2 separate regions of the Rattus norvegicus genome follow, and region 1 is linked to region 2. The links are chromatin contacts, called in public Hi-C maps. All regions are on one chromosome and are shown on one strand. Each heading gives the region's core, a stretch centred on a gene start, on an enhancer-like site or on the middle of the called end of the contact. The rest is flanking DNA. Distances are from core to core; before and after follow the strand shown. Region 1 holds the start of Cd7 (Cd7 molecule). Region 2 overlaps Ccdc57 (coiled-coil domain containing 57).

Evidence for each region. Hi-C and Micro-C count contacts between places; a contact is called where the count stands out from the background.
Region 1: a Hi-C map of Schwann cells shows a contact between it and region 2, with 8 times the contacts expected there. The contact joins the promoter of Cd7 here to the enhancer-like site in region 2. A contact is called at or near these places in 9 of 12 Hi-C or Micro-C datasets (the A7r5 cell line, Schwann cells, frontal cortex and 5 more).

Annotation. Positions count from the first base shown.
Region 1 is chr10:106,803,548-106,808,316 of GRCr8, reverse strand. It overlaps Cd7 (Cd7 molecule), which reads left to right and starts at 3,063. Exons shown (of 4, transcript NM_001107074.1): 1 at 3,063-3,185; 2 at 4,362-4,676. The coding sequence starts at 3,116.
Region 2 is chr10:106,668,864-106,673,987 of GRCr8, reverse strand. It overlaps Ccdc57 (coiled-coil domain containing 57), which reads left to right. Exons shown (of 22, transcript XM_063270205.1): 6 at 1,580-1,681; 7 at 2,182-2,339; 8 at 2,476-2,550; 9 at 3,832-4,032. Among named protein-coding and RNA genes, the nearest start is that of Ccdc57, 23 kb to the left of the region's middle. Within about 2 kb of position 3,482, at least 15 of the 93 cell types and tissues checked have an H3K27ac peak or open chromatin away from gene starts, as enhancers often do.

The DNA of each region.
Region 1 (4,769 bases), core at 1,814-4,313, 130 kb before region 2:
AAAGGTGTGCACCACCACGGCCTGGCTAGTCTTTTCCATTGCTAATTTTTTTACTGCTTCTGTAACTTTGGAGAGGAGCCTCCCGACTTTTACAACTTTCTGAGCTTTCTGCTTTGCTTCCAGAGACTTATGAATCTCCCTCCCCCCTCAAGGAGGAAAAGTTTCATTTCGGTTCTGAGGAAATAACTATGCAAGCCTTTGCTCAGGGACACTGGACACGTCCCATCTATGATTGAAACCTGTGTGTGGCCATGCATTCACATGCACTGCAAAATTCAGAGAAAAAGGAGCCCACAGAGCGAAGCCACACATTAGAGCGAAGCCACAGTAAACAAGAGATGGACTCACCCAGCACTTCTGGAAAGTCAGCTGCTGTTAAAAAGAAAAACCATAAAAGAACTCAGAAAGTACAACACAACCCAAGGTTTTGCTCCCCACTTCACTTGACCTTCAGGGTCCACTGCCTCTGCCATTCATAGCTGGTGGTACACATCTTTAAATCCCAGCACTTGGAGGGCAGAGGTAGGGGAATCTCCATAAGTCCGAGGCAGCCTGATATACATAGTGATTTCCATTCCAGACAGGGTGATACAGTGAGACTGTGGAGAGAGAAAGGGAGAAAGGGGAGGAGTAGAGAAGGAGGGAGGGAGGAGAGGGAGAGAGAGAGAGAACACAATTGTGTACCATCCCTTCAACTGAATCCCTCACCTCAGAGCCTCTAAACTCCCTAATAGTCTGCAGCGTCTGCAAGGGTTATACCACACCAGCTTTGCTTCAGGAGATTTTATTACTCACAGTAATAAATTCTGGGGACCCAGCTGTTAGGTTCCCAGGGCACTTGAGTTCAGAGATCCAAGATATGTTGTCTGGTTCTCACCACAAGGGGGCAGAGGTGGCCTGCCTTACAGGGAACCCTAAGGAACAAAGAGATTCTGGAGACTTTGAATTCCCCAAGGATACCTCTTTACAGATCTCCACCCCACCCCCACCCCCATCTCCACCCTCTGTTTCTCTTGGGCCCACTTCTTTTTCTCTTATTGTAATCTGAGCTTGGGTGATTTTGCCACCTACATCCACCATAACCGGATCTTCAGATAAGCGTCTGTGATTCTGATAGTTAAACAAGAACAGTAAACCAATGGATATAAAAAAACAATCATCTGGGAAATATGATCGTTAGAAACAAACCCACAGAATACTCGCTGAGCCAGGCTGGTGGTGAATGCTTTTAGTCTCAGCACTCAGGAGGCAAAGGCAGGTGGATCTCAGCCAGCCTGGTCTACAAAGAGAGTTCTGGGACAGCCTGGGCTACACAGAGAAACCAAGTCTCGAAAAACAGCAAAAACCACTGTTGAGCTGAGATCTGAAAATGAAGCCCTGAACTGAAGACACTGCCTGGTGAGATGGCCCAGTGGTGAAGGCCCTACCTGGTAACAGTGGCCTCAGAGCCATAACTACAGTGCATCTGAGGCTATGGCCCAACACCAAGGTGCACAAGAGTCTGTGTCTCCTTAATCAAAATAAAGTCCACTGGGGTTTGTGTCATCACCTTCCCCTGGCGCCCTGGGTCACATTTGGACACAGGCCACAGGACTGTGTGTGTCTACAATATTTGAAACTCCAGGCGTGCTGCCTCAAACAGTTAAAAGTGTCCATGCATGAAGACCACATCAGGGTCAGCCCTGTGGAGGTGGTAGCAGTCCGGTCCATGTGGCCCTTGTATGGCCACGGGAATCCTAGGAGGGAGACTAGGTTAAGGCCTTTGAATGTTATTACTGTAATTTCTGTCTTCCCATGAGCTTCTCCCCTGGGGCTGAGTGACAATTTCCCTACTGCCCACCTGACCTCACGTTTCTCTCCTATATTCTCAGGTTGCACAGTTTCATACCTGCTGCCCCTGTGTTGCACACAGGTAACCTGTCCCTCCCCAGCCCTCTATTCCTAAAATCTTCCAACTTTGACCTTCCTTTACCTGAGTCCCTCTTCCATGTGCCCTCCAGTACCCCACACAGCACCCCTGTCTACACCATAGCATTCCAAATCCACTTACATGAGAAACATCTTCCAGCCACTTAGAGTAGGACCCCCAGAGGAATTGGCTCTAGGTCCCTATGTGACAATGGACACACACAGAAACTCACCCTTCAGTGTGACACACTGGCTTTGGTACCAGCAGTAAAACTCCATGGTTGGCAAGAATCCTAGCTCTCACCTGACCTGGGAGACAGACGCAGGGCCCTCAGTTTTGTCCCAGAAGGCAATTTGCACTTGAAGGGGCTCTTAGCTGCCCTTTAGCCTAGCAGGTCTGACTCATTCCTGCTCCGAAGGAAGGATCACCCAGGTCTCCAAGACAATCCTAGCCAAGGCTACCTGATATGCTGTGTCAGGCTGGTGCTATAACCCCAGTGAGTCCAAATAACAGGTGAGACCACAGACCTGAAAACGCCAAGGGGTTGGAGAGATGGCTCAGTGGTTAGGAGCACTGACTGCTCTTCCAGAGGTCCTGAGTTCAATTCCCAGCAACCACATGGTGGCTCGCAACCATCTGTAATGGGATCTGATGCCCTCTTCTGTGTACTCATGTACATTAAATAAATCTTGAGAGAGAGAGAAAGAGAGAAAGAGAGAAAGAGAGAGAGAGAGAGAGAGAGAGAGAGAGAGAGAGAGAGAGAGAAGAAAATGACACCAAAAACACAGAGGAAGACTTCAATTTTCTCCTGGCCTTTAATCCTCTAAATTCCCCCCAATTTTCCTTCCAGGTCACAGGACTAGTCCTTATTTCTTCTCTCTCTTGATGTCTCCTGTGGAGACTCCTGGTTAGGGATGATAAAGAGGTGGACCGGTCAGCCAGCCAGTCAAGGAGGACAGCTGGGGTCAGCTAATTATATTGGTATAATTAGAGTGCCTTCCTCCACTTGACTTGCTGTGCCCGGTGCCACCAAGCTCCACCTTCACCTTCAGGAAGCCCCTCCCTCTGTGCGTCACCACCAATCTTATTGAACTACCACGCCCCTGTTTCTTTCCCGGGGGTTGTTGGTGTGGTCTTTCACAGTGCTCAGTAATGTGTTGCAACCGGAGTGGCTGATTTGGCTCTGATCGGCTGGATTTGGGCATCATGACTCAGGCACTGTTGGCTTTGCTACTTACACTGGCTAGAATCCTGCCTGGCCCCCTGGATGCCCAAGGTAAGCATCCCCGAGGCAGGGCTCCCAGGGGACATCTGACACACCTGCCTGGGTTGGCGCTGACTTGACTTCCCTGAGTCTTAGTCCTGAAGTAGTCCCAGCTCCGTGGAAAAGCAGAGGCTTGAAAGCTTTAGTTTATGGATTAACACTTACCCTTGGTGCTTATGAGAACGTTGTTCTTCAGTTCCCTTTCAGAGCAGCTGCCTGTGGGAAGTCTTGTGGTGAGGTGCAAAAGATCTACAATAAGATTATGGGAGGCTCAGGCTCCCAGGCACAGTGCTTGTGCAAAACCAGCATAGTGTTCAGTCTGTGAGATGCTGAGGTTTGCACTCTGTCTGGTGTACACAGGAAAATGGTTGGCATGGGTGCCAGACAGGACAAACAGGGCTGGAATCTGAAAGAGTGGGTATCCCATGCACAAGCCAACACCTCTTGCACAGGACCATGGGCTCTGGATGCTTGAAATGATGAGGGAGGAGGATATTAAGTAACCAGCATTGGAAAGAGAAGGCAAAGAGGAGATAGGACAATGGCTGCCGGGGAGTGAGTCACTTAATAAAAAAAGAAAGGATACAGTCAAGGTGGGGAGTAGCCAAAAAGGAAGAAATCCTTGTGTTGGGTGCAACAAAGTTGCAGAGAGCCCTCCCTGAGGACCAAGAGCTGTTCTGGACTTGAGCATAGTCAAAGTGGCCGGACATCAGCACCTAGAGCTGCTCCAACATCCCCACAGCATCTACACTTGATCTTAGCCAAAAGGCCGAGAAGCAATCCCCACAGCATCTAAAGTGCCATGTTAGCCCAGAATTGACCATAGGCCTGGCCCCAAGTCCCTACAGCATTCTTGCAGAGAGGTGTGATCGATTGAGGAGGTATCTCACAGGGATACAAAATGGGACAGTGAAGCCTGGAGATGTAGAGTGTGCAGTTTCTGACCGGCCCCTCCCTGTGCACAGCAAAGTGAGAACGCGAGCGTGTGCGTGCGTGTGTGTGTGTGTGTGTGTGTGTGTGTGTGTGTGTGTGTGCGCAAATGGTGCATATGCTGTGAGAGATGCTTGAGAATACATAAAGACATATAGGAATGTAGGATATATGGAGTCTTTGAGACATGTGTTAACGTGTTTGAGTCACCACATGCTGTGTTCCGGCTCAGTGCTAACAGAGGCTGGTCCTTCATAGAGGTACATCAGTCTCCCCGAGTCGTGATCGCCTCCGAGGGAGAGTCCATCAACATCACCTGCTCTACAAGAGGGGATTTGGAAGGGCTCATAATGAAGCGGATCTGGCCACAGGCTTCCAATGTGATTTACTTTGAAGACGAATTGGAGCCCACAGTAGACAGTGCCTTCTCAGGCCGAATTAATTTCTCTGGGTCCCAGAAGAATCTGACCATCATCATGAGCCTTCTCCAGGAGGCAGACACTGGAGCCTACACCTGCGAGGCCGTCAGAAAAGTCAGTGTCCATGGCTTGTTCACCACGGTTGTGGTGAAAGGTAAAGATCTGCCCATCTGACTACTTGTTGCTAGGGACCTTCTTGGCACTTGCTGAAGCTGTCTGCTCAGAGCCTATTTCTTCCTGAAAGCCT
Region 2 (5,124 bases), core at 2,233-4,732:
AGCACAGTAGAGACAGGACCAGAAGGTGGCAGCACAGGCTTGATGTTGTATAGAACTCTGCTCTCTGGTGGCCACAACCTGCAGAACTTACTCTGTGGATTTTGTTCAGAAAAAACCAAACCAAAACAAAACAAAACAAAAAAAACAAAAAAAAAAACAAAAAAAAAACAATGTTTCAAGATTCTGTGTGTTTGTTGTTGTTGTTTGGTTATTTGGTTGTTTGGTTTTGAGTCTTTTGAGGCAGATTCCTAACATGTAGCCAAGGCTGCCTAGAACTTGAGGGGATCTTCTCTATCTTTGCCTACCAGGTTCTTTCTCCGTTTACAGGTAGTTCCACCAACTCACCACCCTCCTTTCTTTTCCCCTCCCTCCCTCCCTCCCTTCCTCCCCCCCTCTCTCCCTCCCTCCCTTCTTTCCTTCCTTCCTTCCTTCGTTTCTATGCTTGGAATAGAACCCAGGGTACCACACATGACAGGCAAGCATTTTGCCATGATTTTATAATTATAATAATGACTTTAATATTCTGATTCCAGTAAGGGTCAGTCGTGTGACTACATATTTCACATTTACCTCTCAAGGGACTGAAAGGGGAAACATAACTTCTAGTTGTGCCTTTTGCAGTTTCCTGAGTCAGAAAGTGAGACCTGCTGCTGCAGTGCTCACACAGTGCACCTGTTTGTCTGGTAGGGGTGGGGGCAACTCCCTCAGAGCTACATCTGTGCTCCCTCAGCCTGTCCTTCAGGGCTGGAGTCTGGTGGTGGGCAGCACAGGGCCGGGCCCAGGACTAGAGGGGCTCCCATGAGTCCCTGAGCACTCAGTCTTCCCCAGGGGCTCTTGCTCTATGCTGATCAAAAATGAGACAAAGGTACCTGACCCCAGTAATAAAGAAATTAGGCTTTTTGGTTCACTGGTAGCTGGAGAATCCAAACACTTTTATCAGCCAGTGACCCCATAGAGGGCCTCATCATGTCAGAAATGAAAAGGAAGTGTGTAGAAGGGAATGTATGCTATCCTGACAGCAATGCTAACTGAACTGCAAGAATTATACCAGCCATTCCTCAGAGAGAGGCTTCTTTTTTTTTCTTTTTCTTTTTCTTTTTCTTTTTTTCGGAGCTGGGGACCGAACCCAGGGCCTTGCGTTTGCTAGGCAAGCGCTCTACCGCTGAGCTAAATCCCCAACCCCCAGAGAGAGGCTTCTTAAAGTGGTTTCATTTATGACCCCATTTTGCCTGAGAATTTTTGTTGTTGTTTCTTTGGTTGGTTGGTTTGTTTTGTTTGTTTTTCAAGACAGGATTTCTCTGTGTAGCCCTGGCTGTCCTGGAACTTACTCTGTAAATCAGGCTGGCCTTGAACTCAGAGATCCGCCTGCATCTGCCTCCTTAGTGCTTAGATTGACGGTATATATTGATATAGATACATAGATCTTGAAGAATGTTATAGGAAAATATAGTTAAACAGTTTTGTATGTAGAACAGAAAACTTTGTGTGTACAGATGTTGTAATTCATTATGAGCAGTGGTCTCACACCTGAGCTGAGATGTTTGCAGCGGCTGCTCTCCTCTCTTGACTCTTATTCCAGGAACTGCTGCAAGAATTTGAATCTGAAGCTCAGAGAAGGGAGCATGAGTTCCAACTGAGAGCTGATGACTTGAGCAACACTGTCTTGACCCACGAGCTCAAGGTAACTGGCTGGGCAGGGTTTTTGAAGTGTTTCCAGTTTTCAAGTTCACTGTTGCCAGCTTTAATTACCCTGTACTACAGAACACCATGCTGTTCTTTAGTTAGTTAGTTAGGTTTTTTTTTTTTTTGTTTTTTTTTTTTTTGAGACAGGGTTTCTCTGTGTAGTCCTGTCTATCCTGGAGCTAGATCTGTAGACCAGGCTGGCCTCGAACTCAGAGATCTGCCTCGAACTCAGAGATCTGCCTGCCTCTGCCAAGTGCTGGGACCACACCAGGTTTTGCACTGTTCCTTTTTGTTTGTTTGTTTGTTTGTTTGTTTAATATTGGGAGATGCTTTTCTCTCTTTATTTTGCACATATCTGGTATCCGGTACTGGGGGTTGAACTCGAGACCTTGTGCATGCTAGACAAGTGCTCTGCCACTGAGTCCTAACCAGCTCAGCTAGAAGCCATACTGTTCCTTTTACCCATTTACTCTCCTGGAACTTTTCAATCTCCCTCAGGTAAAGCTGCTAAACAAAGAGCTTCAGGCTTTAAAAGAAGCTGGAGCACAGGCAACAGAGAGTCTGCAGAAGGCAGAATCAGAGCACATTGAATTAGAGAGGAAGCTACAGGATCATGCCCGGGAGCTACAGGATCTGGAGGCCATGAAGGATGCTCGGTGCGTGGGTTCTGCTCTCAAGGCATTGTGGCCATAAGGACTAGACCCTGGTGGCGCTGCCTTCCTGGCTTCTTCCAGTTCTATTCTTTGGTCTCTTATGTAACTGCTCTTCTTTACTGACACAGTTTCTGTTTAGGATAAAGGACTTGGAGAAGAAGCTTCACTCTGTACAGCTGGCCAAGAAGAAAGCTGAGGAGACTTTCAGGAGGAAGTGCGTATTTCTGCCTGGGTAGTGCCTCTGGAAAAGAGTCTGGATCATACTCTCTGGAGACAAGAGCCCTGTGACGGGGTAGCCTGAGCTGGGATACCACTTTGGTTAACTCCATGCTCTACTTCCTTAGAAAGGGTTAGGCATCCAGTGTCTCAAAGCTTAAAATGTTTGAAGGGCCAAGACTCCAGTCCAGTTCATTGATAAAACACAAACTAAAAATGTCTAAAACTCTGGATTTAGTCTACAGTGTCTAAAACAGGCTTTAAAATATAACCTTAGTTAAATTTTAACTTTTATGGGTAAATGAGATGGCTCTGTGGATAAAATCACTTGTCAACATGGTGGGTGACCTGAGTTCCATCCCTGGAACCCACGTGGTAAAAGGAGAGAACTGGCTCCATACACACACCCCACACTAGATAAATACATATTTTAAAATTTAGCATTAACATTTAAAACTTGAATGTTCTACTCACTAGTTTATAAGTTGTAGACTATTAGCCCCAAGCTTTGCCATGCTGACACAGTCACCTGGTTGGCCACACCCCTTACTCTCAGATGCAGACTCTCTTGAGTTCTCTTTTTCCTGTTGATATACCCTGTACTCAGTGTGGGTTGGGACCCAGCCAACAGGAACAGGCACAACACCCAGGAAATAAATAGTATGTTGGCTCAAGGCGGAACTTCAGCAATGCAATTAAAGCGTTGTTCATCTTCCCGGTACAGCAGGGTTCAGTAGGTGCTGGAACAGCATAGTCAACAAGGAATGGGGTTGGGGATGCCAGCTAGACGCTCAGCTGTGGGCTCAACTCCCAGGGCAAGTCATTTACTTTCTCCTCCAAAGGAAATGGCAACTGTAGCTACCACACACCACACACTTAGGCTTCCCAGCCACACTGGGGAGAAAGAAGGGGAACAAATTGTCCCTGTGTTGTCTCATGCCACAGTTAGGCAGTACAGACAAACCGATATACTAGGAGAGCACTCAGGAATCTGCCCATCTAGGAGGCAGGTGTTTTCCCTGGGCTGGCAAGCTTAGTTGTCTCCTAGGAGTGCTTTGTGAACCTGCTTTGGTGTCTGTGTGTGAGCTTGGGGGAGCCACCAAGAGCCTGGCATTTAAGAAGATCTGCTAACATGGGAAGAGCAAGCATACCCACAAGTTACTCCTGCAGAGTCAGCCATCTTGTCAGGGACAACTGTAGAGTAAGAAATGATGACAAACACTTTGGAAGGTTCCAGAGTGCTGAGTGAGCCATTGTGGAACCCTTCCCTGTGTTTCAGACATGAAGAGCTTGACCGTCAAGCCAGGGAGAAAGACACAGTGCTAGCAGCAGTGAAGGGTGCCCATGCAGAGCAGCTGCAGACGCTGGATGCCAAGGTCCTGGAGCTTCAGTTCCGATGTGAAACGCTGGAGGGACAACTGCGAAGGGCTGAGTGGAGGCAAGCTGAGGACAGCAAGGAGAGGAATTCCCTTACTGACAAGTGAGCTGCTGCCTCCGGCCTGCCCAGCCCAGCCCAGCCCAACAGCCTTGTGTGCCTGTGCCCAAAGCAGCTATGGGCCATTTTAGAAGGGAATTTTGCATTGCAGTGGATAGGAGGGACTTTAGGGGCTTTCTGCCCACCCCACCCCCACTACCATTTTTAGTAATGTTTTCTTTTTATTTTCTCTCACCCCACCCCCAAGAGCTGAGGACCAAACCAGAGCCTTGCACTTGCTAGGCAGGTACTCTACCACTGAGCTAAATCCTCAACCCCATTGTTTTCTTTTTAATCATATAGTTTTTATATTTACTATTGCTTGTGATAAAGTATATATAACCAAGTTGACCTATTATCTTCAGTTTTTGTTTTTCTGAGACAAGGTCTCATTTATGCAAACCTGGCTGGAACTTGCTCTATGACCTTGAATTTATAATCTGTGCCTCTTCCTTCCAAGTATTGGGACTGCAGGCATATGTCACTATAGCTGTCCCCCACAACTTATCTTCCTGCTTCCAGCCTCCCAAGTGCTGTTGGGGTTATAGGTGTGCAGCACCATACCTGTCCAAGCTAGCCACTTAATCTTTTCAGTGTAAAGTTCATTGGCATCAGGATTTGACAGAAGCAGTTCCAACTGCCGTCCGTCAGCAGTGCTGTTCCCACTCAGCTCTAGCTGCCACTCCTTCCCCTAGTCTCCCAGCAGCCTCCAGTCTGCGTTGTTCGTGAATCTGCTAACTCTAGGAACAGACACTAATTGGAATCTTATGGCACTTGCCCTTATGTCTGGCCTGTCACAGAGGCTCAAGTTCTCAAGGGTCATCCACATTTATAGGGTGGCATTCTCTTTTTATTTTATTTATTATGTAAGTACACTGTAGCTGTCTTCAGATACACCAGAAGAGGGCATCAGATCTCTTTACAGATGGTTGTGAGCCACCATGTGGTTGCTGGGAATTGAACTCATGACCTCTGGAAGAGCAGTCGGGTGCTCTTAACCGCTGAGCCATCTCTCCAGCCCCGGCATTCTCTTTTAAATTGTGACAAAATTTAACAAAATATACATCAAATATCAAAATATACATCTCCAGAAGCCAT